Linked DNA regions of Mus musculus: all the other regions are linked to region 2. A link is a contact called in public HiChIP or PLAC-seq and promoter capture Hi-C data. All regions are on one chromosome and are shown on one strand. The core of a region is the stretch at or near the end of the contact, and the rest is flanking DNA. Distances in the headings are between cores, read along the strand shown. Region 1 holds the start of Cyb5r1 (cytochrome b5 reductase 1). Region 2 holds the start of Syt2 (synaptotagmin II). Region 3 holds the start of Ptpn7 (protein tyrosine phosphatase, non-receptor type 7). Region 4 holds the start of Lgr6 (leucine-rich repeat-containing G protein-coupled receptor 6).

Region 1 (3,961 bases), core at 233-2,732, 300 kb before region 2:
AAAAACAGGGATGAGGAGGAACGACTTCCAGCTCCTATTTTACCCACAAATCGTGGTGTTATTAACGACATAATTCTTGCTTAGGCTTTGCTAATTCTGAGGTTGATAATTCTCCTTTAGGAGCTGCACAGCACTCAGAACTGTGCATACTGGTTTGTGATTGTACAAATTCAGTATGGGCACCGCTTGGTGCAGAGATACTTACTGCAAGGGAAGGTCCGGCTTGACCATTTCTGAGTTTCCTGTGAGATAAACCCGGTTTGAAAGAGGTTGGTACCAAATTTTGGTTAAAAATAAAAAATATTCTCCGGCTCTACCTCGCCTCCCCAAAAGGTACCAAGAGCCACATGTGTGGGTTTTACCCACGGGAGGAATCGGGTCCATGTCCACCCAAGCCAAGGTTAAAAGCCCACTCATCTACGGATGAGAAAATCATTTGATCACCTCAGTTAAGCGTTGCCTTATTTAACTTAATTAATAGGGGGGAGAGAGATTGGAGACGTACTATTGAAAGGGCAAGCCCTTCACTGCCTCCCACCCAAATAAAAAGGCCAATTGGCCTTGTACTACAAGAGCCGGTCACTCCTTCTCCCTGTTTCCCACCTATCATCCAAAAAAGCGGAGAAATATCAACTTAGTGTTATTATAGTGTATTTCACATTTGTTCAGTCAAACTTAGCCAAAGTTCCAACGCCCTACTTAAAATTCAACTAGAAAGTTACCTACCAAGTACTAATTAGCATTATAAAGTCAGAGCCTACAGCTCCAGGCTTTTCAGTTAGTTGTTCACTAAGATAAGAAAGGACAGTCTTAAGCCAGATACAGTTTACCATAAGAAAGGTTATAGAATCCCAGTGAAGCAAGTTTTTTTTTAGCCCTAGATTCCAGGCAGAACTATTGAGCATAGATAATTTTCCCCCCTCAGGCCAGCTTTTTCTTTTTTTTTTAATTTTGTTAATAAAAGGGAGGAGATGTAGTCTCCCCTCCCCCAGCCTGAAACCTGCTTGCTCGGGGTGGAGCTTCCTGCTCATTCGTTCTACCACGCCCACTGCTGGAACCTGAGGAGCCACACACGTGCACCTTTCTACTGGACCCGAGATTATTCGGCGGGAATCGGGTCCCCTCCCCCTTCCTTCATAACTAGTGTCGCAACAATAAAATTTGAGCCTTGATCAGAGTAACTGTCTTGGCTACATTCTTTTCTCTCGCCACCTAGCCCCTCTTCTCTTCCAGGTTTCCAAAATGCCTTTCCAGGCTAGAACCCAGGTTGTGGTCTGCTGGCCGGACACAACAGCTAGGCATTTCAATTGTCTGGCAAAGTAGCCTGTTTGGGGAAGAAAAAAAAAAAAAAAACAAGAACTTTCATCTGAAAGCTTCCTGTTCTATTTTAAGCCTGTGCGTGGCTCAACATTCCACTCTCCGTGAGACTCTCAGACCGGCGAGATTTCTCATCATGCTAATTAGCCTGGCTCCATGTCAGACAAAACTGTCATCCTTTGGGGTAGGTCTAAGTTGCAGAGAGAAGAAAGCTCTCAAAAGGAGGGCCTGAGACGGCCAAGATACCCACGCCCTTGGACCACCTACTCCGCACGGAAGAGGGGGGGGCATAGTCCCCGCTAGTCCTGCCTCAGTCAGGCCCTCCTCCATAGACCACGCCCCGGAGAGCTCCGCCTCCGGGCCCGCCCCGCGGCGCATTGTGGGATCTTTCCGCCCCACCGGAGCGGGACGCACCTCTAGGTCATGGGGATCCAGCCGGTAAGACCCTCGTTCTGTGCCCTGAGCCCGGGGTCACCGCCTCAGCTGGTTCTGGGCAGTCTGCCCCGCGGGGCTGTGCCATACCCACCTTGGATGCTGGAGTCTCGCTGCACGAGCTGCGGGCTGAGTTCACTGCTCCGCTTGCTTCTGAGGTTTTGGCATGCTTTCTCGCTGGAGCTCAGGATCGCTACTCCTGGTCCTCCACCCACACCCTGGCACTTCCTCAGCGTGGCGATCACGCTTCCTCCTCTATCCACAGAGCCCGGTCTTGCTAGCCTCTCTGGGGGTGGGGCTGCTTACTCTGCTCGGCCTGGCTCTGGGTACCTACTTGGTTCGAAGATCCCGCCGGCCGCAGGTTACTCTCCAGGACCCGGATGAGAAGTACCTGCTGCGATTGCTAGACAAGACGGTAAGTTGTGAAGAAGTGGGCTAGGGCAGAGAGTGGATACTTAGTTTGAGGGATAGCATCGAGAGTGGTTGGATTGCTCCAAAAGACTTGGCAGGCCAGACCTGCCTGATGAAACATCTTGTCATCTATCCTCTAGACAGTGAGCCACAACACCAGGAGGTTCCGCTTTGCCTTGCCCACCGCCCACCACATTCTGGGGCTGCCTGTGGGTAAGAAAAAAGGGAGTGGGCTTCTCTACTTGGCATCGTATGAGGGCGAGTCACTTCTTAGGTGGTTTTCCTGCTAAGAAAAACCATTGCCCTTCTGTCAATCCTTCAGCCCATGAGGGACCACTCTTTTAGGGTGTGGCTTCTGTGCCCCTACGCATCTCTAACCTCCAGGCTTCTCTCTTTCCTTAGGACTTATTATAACCCGCCTCCTATCCCAGAAAACACTAATTTTCCATTATGCAAATCCTCTGCTTACCTGCTGCTGCTAAGGCCCTGGCAGTAGGGAGTTTCAAAGGTGGGAGGAGGCAGGAGATACTGCGGAGGGGTCCTCTCAGTGGGACTGCAGCTTATGTGTCTCTCTCCATGGTTCCCAGGTAAGCACGTCTACCTCTCTGCCCGAATTGATGGCAGTCTGGTCATCAGGCCTTACACCCCTGTCACCAGTGATGAAGACCAAGGCTATGTAGATCTTGTCATCAAGGTAAGTATATAGAAAGGAAATCTCCGAGCTGGGGGGATGGCTGGGTTGTTGAGTAAAGCACTTGCCATCCAAGCCTCAGTTTGGACTCATGTAAAAGTTGAAATCTCAGCATGTCTCTACTGGAAAATGGGAAATGGGTATCTGAGAATTATTAGAAACTCAGAGTTTGGGGGGAAGCTAGCCTTTCGAGAACAAGAAAGATGTGTATGCATACATGTGCATACACACGCAGAGACGCCAAAAGAAAAGGAATCCAAAGACTCTGGGATTTTTAGAAGCTTCCTGGATTCCTCTGACAACAGGAAATGATGAGTCCTTTGTGGGTCTAAGGGAAGGGAGAAAAGATTATGGGTGTAATACGCTCTGATTTGGTTTTCATTACATCTCAAATGTGGCATTTTCTTTCTTTCTGCCTCATCAGGTTTATCTGAAAGGTGTGCACCCCAAATTTCCTGAAGGAGGGAAGATGTCTCAATACCTGGATAGCCTGAAGATTGGGGATATGGTGGAGTTCCGGGGGCCGAGCGGGTTGCTCAGTTATGCTGGGAAAGGTGAGTATCTGTCCTTTCCTTCCTACAGTCTCACTTCTCCTGTCCCTACAGTCCAAGGCCCCCAGGCCCAGCCCCAGTCCCATCTTCAACCTCCTTGTTCCATTTCCCCCCAGAATCTGCATGTGTGCATGGGTGTACCTGGGCAAAGTCTCCTGAAGCAACCATGCTATATGGAAAGGCAGATTTCACCCTGTGGAGATTACCAGAGGAAACCTATGCCTCTCCTTCCTTCACCAAAGACTTCCCTCTGGCCAAGGACCAAAAGAGAAAGCTTTTTAGTTCTTCCCATGGAGACGACCCGAGTACTGTGCCCTGTCTCTGGTGATGCTCTGGACCACTAGGGAAATTCACCCTGGCCCCAAGCCTACCACCTTCACCAGGGGACAATCTTCTGCCAGAGGTCTTCGTTCCGCACTCCTCCCTTGCCTGCGCTGCCTCTGAATCTTCCAGGCTGTGTGGGATCACTGGGCCCTTAAGTGTGGCTTCTGTGCCTGCACTGACTGAGAAGCAGACAGACATCCCAGCGCCATTGTCCTTCCTGAGTAATTGTCCCGGT
Region 2 (3,933 bases), core at 1,086-3,585:
GGGCAGTGAAGACATCTGAGCAGGGATGTGGGCCAGGGCAGAACCAGCTGAAACTGGAGAGTGGGAAAAGGATGGGAGGAGCACAGGGAGGAGGGAGAAGGTATAGATATGTACCCAGGCCATGTGGATTAGGGAAGATCAGCATCCGGAATCACAAGGCCCACCTCTGAGCCACCATGACTCCTGAAATAGCCTTGTCTTGCTCCGAAGCCTCCAGAGATGGTCTACATGGATTAAGAGATCAAAGTTGTAAGGTTCATTGTTACCACCCCTGCCAGGGAAGGGAGCCAACTATAGATGCCTTTCTCAGAGGACCTGCCCCATCTGCATAGATGCCACCAATAGAAGTCCACTGTCCCTCCACCCCAGGAAGGGACAGGCCCATGGTGGCAGTCTGTGAACATAACAGGTATTTCTAGAAAGTGTGGACATAGCTTTATAGACGGACTCCATCTCTGCCTCAGACCCTCCTGCCTGGCAGCAGTTTTGAGGAAGGCCCAGGGCATCTTCCAATTCATGTGGTAGTGCCCATTTATCCATCCGAGAATCATCACATTTACCCATTCCCATCCTGAAGGTGTGGGTTCTCCTAAGGCAGGATGCTGTTAGGTACGCTTAGCTAAAGGAAATCCTGCAGTCTAACCTGAATGCAACCTACTGAGCCTCCCTCATTGGTGGAAATCAAAGAGGGGTGCTGTTACCCCCGTGGAGGAGCAGGCCCCTTACACTTCTTCAGCCTGCCCACTCACAGGGAGCAGTTCTCAGATCTGGGGGTGGCATGGGCAGGCATGGGTACGGGAAGACTCCTAGTACTACTTATAGTCTGACCTTGAGCTCTTGACCCCAGGCCACCCTTTCTCTCTGGAGAATGAACACCTGGGAACAGCCTTCCCAGCACTGTGGGCAGCCCCTGTCAGATGTCCAGGGACATGCTCCTGCCCAGCCCTGCTGCATGGAATCCCCAGACCAGCTCTTCTGTAGCCTCGGGCCTACAGCAAGCAGTCACCATTCTAAACTGAGTCGCTAGCCCTACAAAAAGCAGCCATGCTGCCTGCCGGAGCATTACAGCCTGTGAGGACTGGGAGGGAAGGAAGAAGGGGTTGATGGTAGTTTAGTAATTTCCTGTCTCTTCCAGGTATGCCCATGGGAAACACAAAACAACAACAACAACAACAACAACAACAACAACAACAACAACAACACACACACACACACACACACACACACACACACACACACACCTCATCACTTCCTGCATCAGGTCTTGAACTTGATTCCTGTTTGAGTGTACAGAACAGGAGGGAAAGAGAAAGAGGTGTTGCCGCAGAGGGTGGAGCAAGCAAGCCAGTCCAGACGAGCAAAGGTGGGCTGGGCTGGGCTGGGTAAGCTGGACACTCCACTTGGGGACTGGGATGCTGAGGTCTTAGCAGCAGGGGAGTTGGGGACCGAGGGTGAGGCGCAAGGGTCAGACCAAGGCACTGGGGATGAGGGGGCACCATAGTTTCAAGCCTCCCTGCCACTCTTACTCAGTGTCCCCACTCAGGGTTTGTGGAAACCCTTGCCCAAGAAGAAGAAAGCAAGATTTGGGGCAAGCAGGAAGGGCTCCAAGATACAACCCTTTTACGGGTAGCTTCCGTGTGTCGTCGCCCCTCCCATAGCTACCTATGGAAAGACCCCACACCCTGTCCTGACTCCACCCTCCAGAGACCTGGTGCAGTGGCCCCCGGACCACTTCCCCTCCTTTCCTCCCTTCGGTGTCCCCCTTTTGTTCCCCCTCCCTTTTTTTCTCTTGACTCAGGAAAGCCTTTAATCTGTATCCCTGAAGCGCGTCACCCCTCTCTCCTCTCCCCTGCGGTTCAGTCAGGCGGAGGTCCCCCTCTCTCATTCCCCTCCCCCAGCCACTCTTGAGCGCCGAGAAGCTCCCGGAAAAGCTTGCAGAAGCGGGGCAGGTGGGGAGTGTTGTAGGAGGGCACTGCGCGCGTGGTGGGGATTCTCCGCAGAGGCAGGGGGGAGCCCCATGCGGTTCCGGGGTCTGAGCCGCCCAGCCTGCAACTTCTGAAATGACCGCATGCGGCTAAACCCCTCTGCCCGGTGACTCCAAGCAGCATCTTCCCGGGGCGGCCCCTTCTCAGCCACCCTCCGCGGACTGTCCTGACTCAAGAACAGGGTGTGGGCTACCAGGACAGGTCCCTGCTCCCCGAGATCCAGGATCTGGATCGGGGATCGCCTCCGAGGGGCCGCACGCGCGTGTGCAGGCGGATGTGAGGCGCATCTCAATTGGCGGGCGGGGGAAGCGGATCAGGTTGTTACTACTGCAGAGCGCGCGAGCGAGGGAGCGGGAGGAGAGCCGCAGCGCTGGCCGGCGCGGGAGTGGGAAGAGGGGACCTGGACTTCGGGGCGGCAGACTCCCGCTGCCTTCTGCACCAGCCCACGCCGAATCGGCTCCCGGACCGTCCCCGGGTAAGAGGGAGCCCAGGCAGGGAGCCCTGCGAGGGCATCCCATGTCCCGCAGTCCCAAGTGAGGCCACACCCAGGACACCAGCAGCTTTCCAGGGCCTGGTGTTGGACCCCTGGGAGGCTGGATCACCAAATGAGACCATGACTTTCAGGGTTCAGCACTTGCTGAGGCATAAACTAAGTGCAGGATCAGCCCTTGGTGAGATCGGGCTCCCGAAATCCACTTCTTTGTCCCGGGGGAGATGTCCTGAATATCCCAGGAACCCCTCCACCTAGACCTGTTCTAGTGCTGAGCACAGGATAGCGCTCTGTACTGGGACAGGGAGCTAGCTAGGGAGCGAGGGCACTCACAGCTCATCCCAGGAAGAGGTGCCCTGGAGGGTGGATGCAGTGGGTGTGTGGTGAGAAGCATGTGCAGAGAGAGAGAGAGAGAGAGAGAGAGAGAGAGAGAGAGAGAGAGAGAGAGAGAGTGGGGGACCCTGCGTGCCCCCGCTGCAGTGAGAATGAGTTGGTGGATCCCATGTGCTCGGAGCTTTGGAGCCCCCTGGCGCAGAGTGGCGCGCAGTGGGGGTGCTGGCACTCCTCGGCCTGGTCTATCCAGACCAGAATCTGCGGACATGTTTTGTGCCCCGTTCTCTCCCGAGAACTTTTTCATTCTCCAACCAGTGCCGTGGCTTTGTGCATTGGAGGGATGGGGGTTTTCAAGGATCCTGGCAAGCGGCCACGGATGGGAGAGTGGGCAGTGGCGCTCTGCTGGTTTGCTGTGTGACCTTGGACCAATGGTGTACCTCTGGGAGTCTCAGTCTGATGTAGGGGAGTGGTGCACCACACAGGAGTGATGGTGGGGAGATGGGGAAGAGGAGGAGGAAGGCCGTCCAGTCCGGTGAACCGAGTCCGTGACTAAGTCTGCCAAGCGTTCCGTGCCTGGGAATTCACTGCCTTTGATTCTTGGCCTCTGCAGAGAGCCCTGTGCACACTTGGAAGGGCAACAGTGTGAGACTCAGAACCTGGAACCTCAGGGGGCATCAGAAGGCATTCTGCCCCTTTGGCTGACCTTGAGTAACTCATTTACTCTCCTAGGCCTTAGTCTCCAGACGTGGAAATGGGGGTTTGGCACATCGAGGATCTGAGTCTTTCCCATCCTGATACCTCCTGTCCCAACTGAAGGGGAAACGGTACAGAAGGCTAGCCCCTGAGTATGTAGTTCCTTATTTAGCCTTCCAAGTGGACTGAGGCCTACAGTCTATTACCTCCATCACTGTTCCTTACAGAGTCTCCAGGCCTGACAGGCCACTGTTAGCCCAGAACTGCCCACCCTCTGCACAGGACATAATTTTCACTGGGGAAGAGGGTCCCTGGGATAGACAGGAGACTCAGAGGCCTCCCAAGGTCATGCTGTCTTCTCTGCTGTCCGCTACCTCAAGAATCCTTCCTTGGTAGAAAGCTCTCTAGTGGGAGCTATACCAGCCCATTGCA
Region 3 (3,933 bases), core at 935-3,434, 420 kb after region 2:
ACAGACAGACTCAGCCTCCCTTCCACTTCCACCACCAGGTGAGGCTCCCTAGCTCTCAGTTCCAGACTTTCCAAGTGCTGGGGCTGTGGACAAAGTACTTCACAGGGCTCTGTCTTCCTGACAAGAAGGGAGGGAGGGAGGGAGGGAGGGAGGGAGGGAGGGAGGGAGGGAGGGAGGGAGGGAGGGAGGGAGGGAGGGAGGGAGGGAGGGAGGGAGGGAGGGAGGGAGGGAAGGAGGAGGCTGGTGGGGAACCTGAGACTCAGGGAACTTGGCCAAGGTCACATGACCACTAAGTGTCTGCTTGCTCACTAGGCTTCCAAACAGGACTTTACATTCTCTAAAGTGGACAGTACTGGATCCTAATTCCCAGTCAGAAAGACCAATCCCCCCAACCCACCGCCCCCCAGGGATGGGAAGAACAGATAGAAGAGGCAGGAAAGTGAGAAGCCATCTAGAGACCTGGACAGAGCCTCAGAGTCTTGTTTCCTGCCTTGATTGACCCTTTTGCCCCACCAACTTCCTTCCCCATCTCCCAGCCTCCTTTGCTCTTTACCCAAGAGCTCATCTTCCAACTTCTAGAACCCCACCGGGTCCTCACTGTGAGGGTCAAGAGGTGTGCTCACAGCCAGCAGGCTAACACTGTGAACTGAGGATGCTAGGCAGACCGGTGGGGGAGGGCTTTGCCTACTTCCTTCTCCCCGCCCCTGTGGTATCCTCACTTCCTTTTCTTGATCCTAATCAACAGCTGGCCCCAGGGCGGGTGGCTCTCTTTCCACTCTGCTCCCACTCCCTCCACTATCTGCCAGGGCAGACGCTCCTGTGGGGAGGTCCAGGCAGAGCCCAGTCTCCCTGTCCCTGTGCTCGGGTGTGCAGGGATTCCCAGGCTCCTGCTGCTGTCATCTCATCCTGGCATCAGGGCCAACCACTTCCCAACTCCACTGAGCTTCCCCCTCAGGAAATCCCACCTAGTCCTCTCAGGAGAGCAGGCACAGAGAAAAGGGAGCCAGAACCAACCAACCAGCCATGGAGAGGCTGGGAGAACCACCCTCTGACTTACAGCCAAGAACAAAGACAGGTGCCCCAAGCCCTAGGACTTCAAAGGCTCTTCCTGGTCCTCCCCTCCTCCCCGTGGGCCAGAGAAGGGCAGCCCCTCCCCCCCCCTCAGGTGCCATCCCTGTGCTTACTGCACAGCAGCTCTTTTTCGGTGTCACCCGTTTGACAGTTGAATCGGAGAAGTGGGAGGAAGAGAGAGAGGATGTGGAATTCAAGCAGTGGGGCCCAGGAACGCTTTGGGGAACATTACAGAGTGAAGGAGTCTTGCAAGCAAGCATGAACCACGAACCAGTTGGGCTGAGGGCCAGCGAATGGCCTAGCAAAGCCAGGCGGGGGTAGGGGGTGTGTGGAGTTCTAGACTTGGGGACTGCTCCCTTTCCACACCCCAAGCATCCAAGTGGCCCCCTGGTGAAGAGGACCTGGGAAGTCTCTGATGTGAGGGTCACAGCCTTCACCTATCTGTAAGTCTTCAGAGGAGATACAGGGTTCTAAGACACTCCCAGAGGGGTAGTCTGAGGGGCTGCTATGGAAGCCACCCCAGAGTCCTCTCCAGTTAAGCTCTGATACTTGTTCTCTGGTGACAAGCCTATGTCTGCAGGCTGAGGGGCCAGGGAGTTGGAAAGAAGCTTTCCTGCCTAGCCCTGGCCTCTCCTTCCTGTACAGAGCAAGGACTCCTGCCTCCTCTTCCCTGCCACCCCCTATGGCACCTCTGTGACACATCTGCTCTGTTTGGGGGTCTGGGTTTGGCCCTGAATTCCCAGGCTTTGAAGCAACAAAGCTTACAGGGGCAGAAGCTGAGAAGTGGAAATAAGTCTCTAGCCAAGGTCACAACCAGAAGAGCAGCAGAAGGTTCCCCATGGCTATCAAGGAAGAGGTGGGGGTGGGGGACAGCACTTGATGAGGACCCAGAGGAGGAGGCCCGAGGTGGTCAGGGAAGGCCTCATCTCTCGCCGCTTCCCAGAGCCTTGGCATCCAGTGAGGGTGGCGGGACAGCAGCCGCTTGCTCTTAGAGGGCACAGGAAGGATGCACCCGACCCCTGGTGGCAGCTTGTGGCAGGCACAGAAGGGCAGCCCGCAGTTGGGTGTGCGTGGGTGGAAGCCAGGAGGGGCGGAGGGAGGAAGCTGGCTTCCTGAAACCTCTCAGTCCTCAAAGATAGACGGACTGACAGACAGCTGGCAAGAGGCAGCCTGGGGGACATAGCTTCTTCAGTAAGTACTTGAAGTGAGTACAGACATCCTATGGCCCTGGGGTGGGATGGGGGGCTCCAAGGATGGGTTGAAGAAGCATTGAGTTTGGGGCTCCCATGCCTGGCCAGGGCATGAGAAGTGACATATCTGGTGTCCCTGTGACTGGAGGGCTAAGAAGCCACACAGAGTGCCAGGAGAGGAGAGGCTAAAGGCCCCTTCCTGTTGTGGGCAAGTACTGTCCCAGCCACACCTGCATGGGCCCACACTGCTCCCAAAGCTCTGTCCCCATGGGTTAGCGACTCTAACCCCACCACCACGTCACCCATGCCTTAGCTCTGAGAGACAGGGGCTGCCCCCAAAAGGTGATGCCCTCATCACCTCTATGCCCCCTCTCTCTTGTACCCCCAGCTGTAGCCTCACCATGCGCTGGCGCTCTAGGGTTTGATGAGGCCATTTCCTGTGACGGTTGCAGAGGCGGGAGACTGGGGGATGGGAAGGAGGAGGGAGGAAACACCCCTGGGCTACCGCCCTAGACAGAGACCCCAGGAGCCACAACTGATCTTGGAGTGGAACTGCCGACAATGAGAAGACCCTTCTAGAAGTTGGAGCGTGCCTGGATCCCTGACTGGATCCAGTGCTTCTCAAGGCCTCCATTTCTCATTATAGAGAAGCCTGCTAGCTGGCTAGACTCAGAGAGCTGTATGCTTTCTCCCTTTCCTTCTGTGTGGTTAGCAGGCTGTTGGCCTCATGCAGACCCCAGCTTAGAGCCCTGTGGACTTGGGTATCCTCTCTCTTCCTCCTTCTGGATTCCTTCCTATCTTCCCCATACCTGTATTCTCTCTAGTACCTTCCTTCTACTCTAACCCCTAACTGTCCTCTATCCTGCATCCCAACAGAGAGCTGTTGGGCCGCTTGCTTGAGGGAATAGCTGGCTGGCCTGGACTAGAAGCCTTCTTCTAGCTAATGAGGCCTTCGCGGGACCTTGTCTTTCAGGCATGCCTCATGGCTGAATGAGCCTCCCTTGGGCCCAGCAACCTACCCCAGCATGGTCCAGGCCTGTGAGGGGCGCTCCAGAGCACAGCTGCCGACCTTGTCTTTGGGGGCAGACATGACTCAGCCTCCACCCACCAAAGCTCCAGCCAAGAAGCATGTGCGGCTGCAGGAGAGGTGAGATCTTTCACAGGGAGGATCTTCCTAGGCCTGGATCACCGTCCCTTCCCTTCCTTCTTTCCTGTCCAGTTCTAACAACTGAATCCACAAGGCCTGGAAAAACCAAACCAAATAATGCTCATTTGAAGGTTGCTCGCCCATTCCTTGTATGGCAGAGGCACCAAGTTTCTCGTCATCCCTGGTCTGTCTGCTCTCTAAGTTTCAAGTTGTGATGAACAGTCTCTGGGACAAAGCTAGGGGCCTCTGTGGAGTTGGGTGTGCATTGGAGCCTCTGTGTTGGCTTGAGAGTAGGAGAGAGAGACAGCAGGAAGGAGCAGAAGAGCTGCAGGCTGCTCTGTTCTTATCTGATAAAGGAAAAGGGGAACGCAGTAGGGGCCTGACCCTTGAGTGCCCTGGGCCTCTAGGTCAAGACAAAGACTCAGCAGATCCTCCCCAGACAGAGCCCACAAGGAGCTTGAAAGCGAGGCAGATGCTCTGAGATGCTCACTGGGCAATGGTTGGCTGTGCTTGCAGAAGGGGCTC
Region 4 (4,389 bases), core at 306-2,805, 400 kb after region 2:
TCTCCCATCACCCCTAGGGGCTGTACAGGACTTGGTTTGTCCTTCTGGAATATGGGTGTTTCTGTTCCCACAACTGTTTCTTTTGGAGTGAAGAAGGATATGGGGGCGGGGAGGTAATCGCGATATGGAAGGAGCCCCACAAGGGGCACTAGTTCAGGATCCCCCACTTTTACCAGGACACCACCCTCTCATCGCACCCTGGCCCCACCAGCTCTATTGCCGAGCCTCTGGGAACAAGCCCGGCTGCCTCTTCCTCAGCGATCCTCAATTCTAGGATCCCAAAGCCGAGAGAGCCTCTCTCAGGCCTGAGGGAGCTCTGGCCAGACTTTCTACCCAGATCTTCCCACCTTCTCTCCTTCTTCTAAGGGATAGCAGGGGAGGCCAGGGGGTTTCCTCTCCCTGCAGCAGGGGTCAGGGCCAAGAGGTCCGGGCTATGCTCCCACCCACTCCTGCCCAGGTAGTGATCAGCTACAGCTTCCGGCTCTCCCGATTCTGAGCCGGCTACCCCCAATAGGGTCCCCTTCGTGCACCACCTCACCCCAACTCAGACTCTAAAAATGGTTCTCTGGTTTTCAGTCTTGAAGCCTGCCCACAAATTAGTGTCTCTAACACAGCCTCCTGGGACAAGACTTCAGGGAGGCCTGGGGAGGGGGTAGGAGACCTCCACACAAGAAGATGGTACTGGCAGAGTCCCTAACTAAGGAGAGGAGAGCTGCGTGGACCCTTCACCAAAGCCCCCTGCCTCAGTGGGGCAGTGCCGCTTCCTGCTGTGGTGGAAGAACCCATTTCATCCCTACCAGGGCAAACTTCCCTCACCTCCTAACAGAGCACTAACTTTTGCCTTCATCAATCCTGGGCAGTGTTCTTCTGAGGAGGACAGCAAAAGAATATACTGTCACACACACACACACACACACACACACACACACACACACACACACCACTTTCTTGCTTGGCGTTCACACTGCACTTCACCAGGTCCCACATTAAGCCCATAGGGGTGGGGGAGAAACACCTGGGAAAGGTAGCAGGGAGGCCTAGGCTCATTTCTTGCCTCAGTTTCCCAAGTTCTAAGACTAGCTTCCCAGTCCTTCACTCTTGGAAAAGGAAGAGCCCTCTTGGGGATGCGCATGTCCAAGGGCACCAAACGAGTGTTTGCGGGGCAGGCGGCCATTACGAATAACAGGTACCAGCAGGTGAGTACTCACAGGTAAGCCGTCAGGGGGTCCAGGTCCGCAGGCACCACTGAGAGCCCGAGCTCGGAGCAGTCAGCGGACAGCATGATGCCGTCCTCCTGGCAGTGGCAGGGAGCCGGGCAGGCGGGACGCCCCGGGCCAGGCTGGGGGTCGCTGCCCGCGCGCGCCGATGCGCACAGCACAGCGCAAAGCCACAGCGCCAGGAGCCCAGGCGGGCTGTGCATCTCGGCGGCGGGCTGCGGGGCACCTGGCGGGCGCTCAGACGGGCGAGCGCACGGAGTTGTGCGCGCGCGGCTCACCTCCTGGTCCCGGGCGGGCCCGAGGGCTGCGCCGTCGGTGGGCAACGCCCCCGCTCGACTTGGCTTGGGCGCGGCGGCGGCAGCGGCGGCGGGACGGTGCAGTCAGAGAGGGGCAGGCATTGTTGAGTGATCTTCGTTATTCAGTTTCACAGGCTGGGCTTGGCGAGGGAGGGAGACACGGGGGTGGGGTGGGGGGGCTGGGAGGAGGAGTCAAGGAAACTTTCTACGCTGTGGCTCGCTCCCCTTCCCTCCTTCCTTCCCAGCTGGCAGGAATTTCATCGGGGGCGTGGGGTAGGAGAGGGGCGGTGAAGAAAGCAAAGAAACCCAAAGAAAGCTAGGAAGGGCCAGCACATCAGAGACCTGCACTTGTTTAGAAAGGGTGCCCCAGAGCTGGGCCTATGGGGTCGAATTCTTTTTGACTTTGGGAACAGCCACAGGGTCTCAAGGGACCAGAGACCATCAGGGGAGAAACAAACAAACAAAAAACAAAACAAAACAAAAAAACAACAACAAAAGAGAGTTCCACAGACTTGAGCCCCACTACCAGATTTTAGGCTGATGGGAAAAGAGACCCGAGAGAAAGAGATGTTCAAGGTCACACGGCAGTTGGGGACAGCCTCAGAACTAGTGCCCAGATCACTCCTTTACACCCATTCCGACCAGGGAAGGAAGAAGGTCTCAAGGAGGAAGGACGTGGTCGCAGGTTGGTAGTAGGAATGAGGAGGGGCCCCCTCATTGAGGAGCCACTCCTCAACACCAAGCAACTGGCGTAGATTCCACCTGATGCACAGGGCATGGAAATGAACTCATGTAGACTATAAGATCTAAGGTCTAGAGATCACCCTGAACCTTGATCTCGGGACCCAGGACAGCAGAGGGGCTGCCCTCCGCACAGCTGGTTGCCAGAGCTTGCCAGCGAGTCGGCTGATTGGCGCCACCTGGAGGCCCAGTACTACAGATGCAGCTCAAGCACCTTAAGGGCCCGATTCCATCTATAATCCATCTATAATCCCAGGACCTTGGAGAGCAAGGGCAATAGTGGCTAAAACTGGAGTCAAGACTCAGCTCTCTTCTTAGGCCAGCCTGGGCTAGCAGTGCTTCCTTCACGTGTCCTTTTGCTTTCTCTGGTCTCCAGATCTTTCCCTGAGCCAAGCCCCAGGATGGAACTAGACCAAGTTGGGAGCAGTTTGATCCCCATGGTCCATGAGGACCACACGGAGGTAGCCAAGATACCCTCCACCTTTTACTTCTATATCCCAAACACTTCATCAACCCCTCTCTATCTTTGCGGACGCCGCAGGGCCCGCAGAGGGGAAGCTGCATAGTCAGACCAAGAAGCCAAAAGAACTGTGCTGTGCTTCCAGGGCTCCAGCCGCAGCTGTGATAGAACTACAAGATGAGCCTGTAAGAAGGTCCCTCCACAGCCACACAGACCTGCAAGCAGAAGCCCCCTCTGTATTTACTCTCGCTTACCCCTTGCCTTCACCTTGGCTCTAACCCCTCATACACACACACACACACACACACACACACACACACACACACACACCATTCATGCTGCTCCAAGTCCCCAGCCAAAGCTGGAAAATCACACTTGGGCCCCTTTCCACCTCTGGAGCAGCCTTCTGAAGTGGGCTTGGGCAACTCAGAGCTGAGTGTCCAGCCTGCCCACAGGATGGAGAGTCACTCTGGGGCCAACCCTTGGACTCCTGAGAAATGCAGTACTGAAGAAAACATTAATGTTCAGTCCTAGGGGGTCACAAGAACCCATTCTCACTTTGGGAAAGCTCCTCGCTAGTAGAAAGCCCCACTTTTTTTTTAAGTACACTTGTCTTGTGTATGGGTATGATTGTAGAGACGGTTCAGTGGTTAAGAGCACTGCTCTTCCAGAGGACACAGGTTCAATTCCCAGCAACCACGTGGCAACTCACAACTGTATCTCCAAGATCTGACACTCTCACACAGACATACATGCAGGCACACACACACACACACACACACACACACACATTTTGTGTAAGGGTAGCATGGGCACATGTGCCATGGCACATGACGTAAGTATGTAACCAGAGACCAATCGGTGGGAGTCCATTCTCTCCATCACCATATGTGTCCCAGAGATTGAGCCCAGGTTATCAGGTTTGGCACCAAGCACTGGTGCCCATTGAGCTTCTGACAGCCCAGCGCCCCCTTTTGTTACTTAGGGTTTTTTTGTTACTTTTGTTTCTTGAGTCAGGATCTCCTGTAGCCCAGGCTAGCCTCACCCTTGCTATGTAGCTAAGGATGATCTTGAGTTCGGATCTTCTTGTCTTTACATCCTGAGTGCTGGGATTCCAGTCATGGGCTACCATGCATAGTCTATGCGCTATTAGGGGATCAAACCCTGGACCGGGATATCATGCATACAAGGCAAGAATTCTACAAACTGACTACCTCCCAGGACCCATAAAGCTTTCCTTCCACTTCTTCACCGAAGCAGACCATCGGACCCTTGCATACGGCTAAGAACCAAGTTAGCCAATGAGAAACCTGGCTACTGCTGCCATGGGCGTGGCCTGTATAAAAGAAAGGAAGACAGTGCAGGAATGGGGGAAACTTGACAGGTTCAACCAGAGCCACCCCTGGTTCCTTACTTAAGGGTCACAGTGTGGCATTAGCACCTCTACTCTGGCAAGGAGCCTACAGTGACTGAGGATAGCCCCTGGAGATAGACAAGGGGGTCCAGTGGCAGATGAGAAAAATGGAGAAAGAACAATAAGTAAATAGGGCTCAGCATCGCAGGATGTTAGGAGTAGTTTGAATATACTTGGCCCAGGGAGTGGCACTATTTGGAGATATGGCCTTGTTGGAGGAAGTGTGTCACCGTGGGCATAGGCTTTAAGGACCCTCATCCT

Evidence for each region. Promoter capture Hi-C pulls out the DNA fragments that hold promoters and counts their contacts. HiChIP or PLAC-seq counts read pairs in DNA pulled down with a chosen protein or histone mark.
Region 1: a contact with region 2 is called in a promoter capture Hi-C map of second pharyngeal arch cranial neural crest. The contact joins the promoter of Cyb5r1 here to the promoter of Syt2 in region 2. A contact is called at or near these places in 2 of 39 promoter capture datasets (cranial neural crest and second pharyngeal arch cranial neural crest) and 2 of 115 datasets of contacts at active chromatin or transcription factors (embryonic stem cells and pancreatic cancer cells).
Region 3: a contact with region 2 is called in an H3K4me3 HiChIP or PLAC-seq map of pro-B cells, with 4 times the contacts expected there. The contact joins the promoter of Ptpn7 here to the promoter of Syt2 in region 2. A contact is called at or near these places in 2 of 39 promoter capture datasets (the 3T3-L1 cell line and stem cell-derived epiblast-like cells), 3 of 484 Hi-C or Micro-C datasets (embryonic fibroblasts, embryonic stem cells and nephron progenitors), 6 of 115 datasets of contacts at active chromatin or transcription factors (embryonic stem cells, pancreatic cancer cells, pro-B cells and 1 more) and 1 of 9 other capture datasets (embryonic stem cells).
Region 4: a contact with region 2 is called in an H3K4me3 HiChIP or PLAC-seq map of embryonic stem cells, with 5 times the contacts expected there. The contact joins the promoter of Lgr6 here to the promoter of Syt2 in region 2. A contact is called at or near these places in 2 of 39 promoter capture datasets (the 3T3-L1 cell line and embryonic stem cells), 1 of 15 datasets of contacts at CTCF or cohesin (stem cell-derived epiblast-like cells), 3 of 484 Hi-C or Micro-C datasets (all in embryonic stem cells), 11 of 115 datasets of contacts at active chromatin or transcription factors (embryonic forebrain, embryonic stem cells, large pre-B cells and 1 more) and 1 of 9 other capture datasets (embryonic stem cells).

The regions. Positions count from the first base shown.
Region 1 is chr1:134,404,299-134,408,259 of GRCm38.p6, forward strand. It overlaps Cyb5r1 (cytochrome b5 reductase 1), which reads left to right and starts at 1,483. Exons shown (of 9, transcript NM_028057.3): 1 at 1,483-1,755; 2 at 2,015-2,164; 3 at 2,301-2,373; 4 at 2,748-2,854; 5 at 3,276-3,405. The coding sequence starts at 1,741.
Region 2 is chr1:134,706,965-134,710,897 of GRCm38.p6, forward strand. It overlaps Syt2 (synaptotagmin II), which reads left to right and starts at 2,336. Exons shown (of 9, transcript NM_001355726.1): 1 at 2,336-2,460.
Region 3 is chr1:135,130,516-135,134,448 of GRCm38.p6, forward strand. It overlaps Ptpn7 (protein tyrosine phosphatase, non-receptor type 7), which reads left to right and starts at 2,185. Exons shown (of 10, transcript NM_177081.4): 1 at 2,185-2,275; 2 at 3,235-3,408; 3 at 3,925-3,933. The coding sequence starts at 3,287. It also overlaps the pseudogene Ptprv.
Region 4 is chr1:135,103,721-135,108,109 of GRCm38.p6, forward strand. It overlaps Lgr6 (leucine-rich repeat-containing G protein-coupled receptor 6), which reads right to left and starts at 1,556. Exons shown (of 18, transcript NM_001033409.3): 1 at 1,209-1,556. The coding sequence starts at 1,420.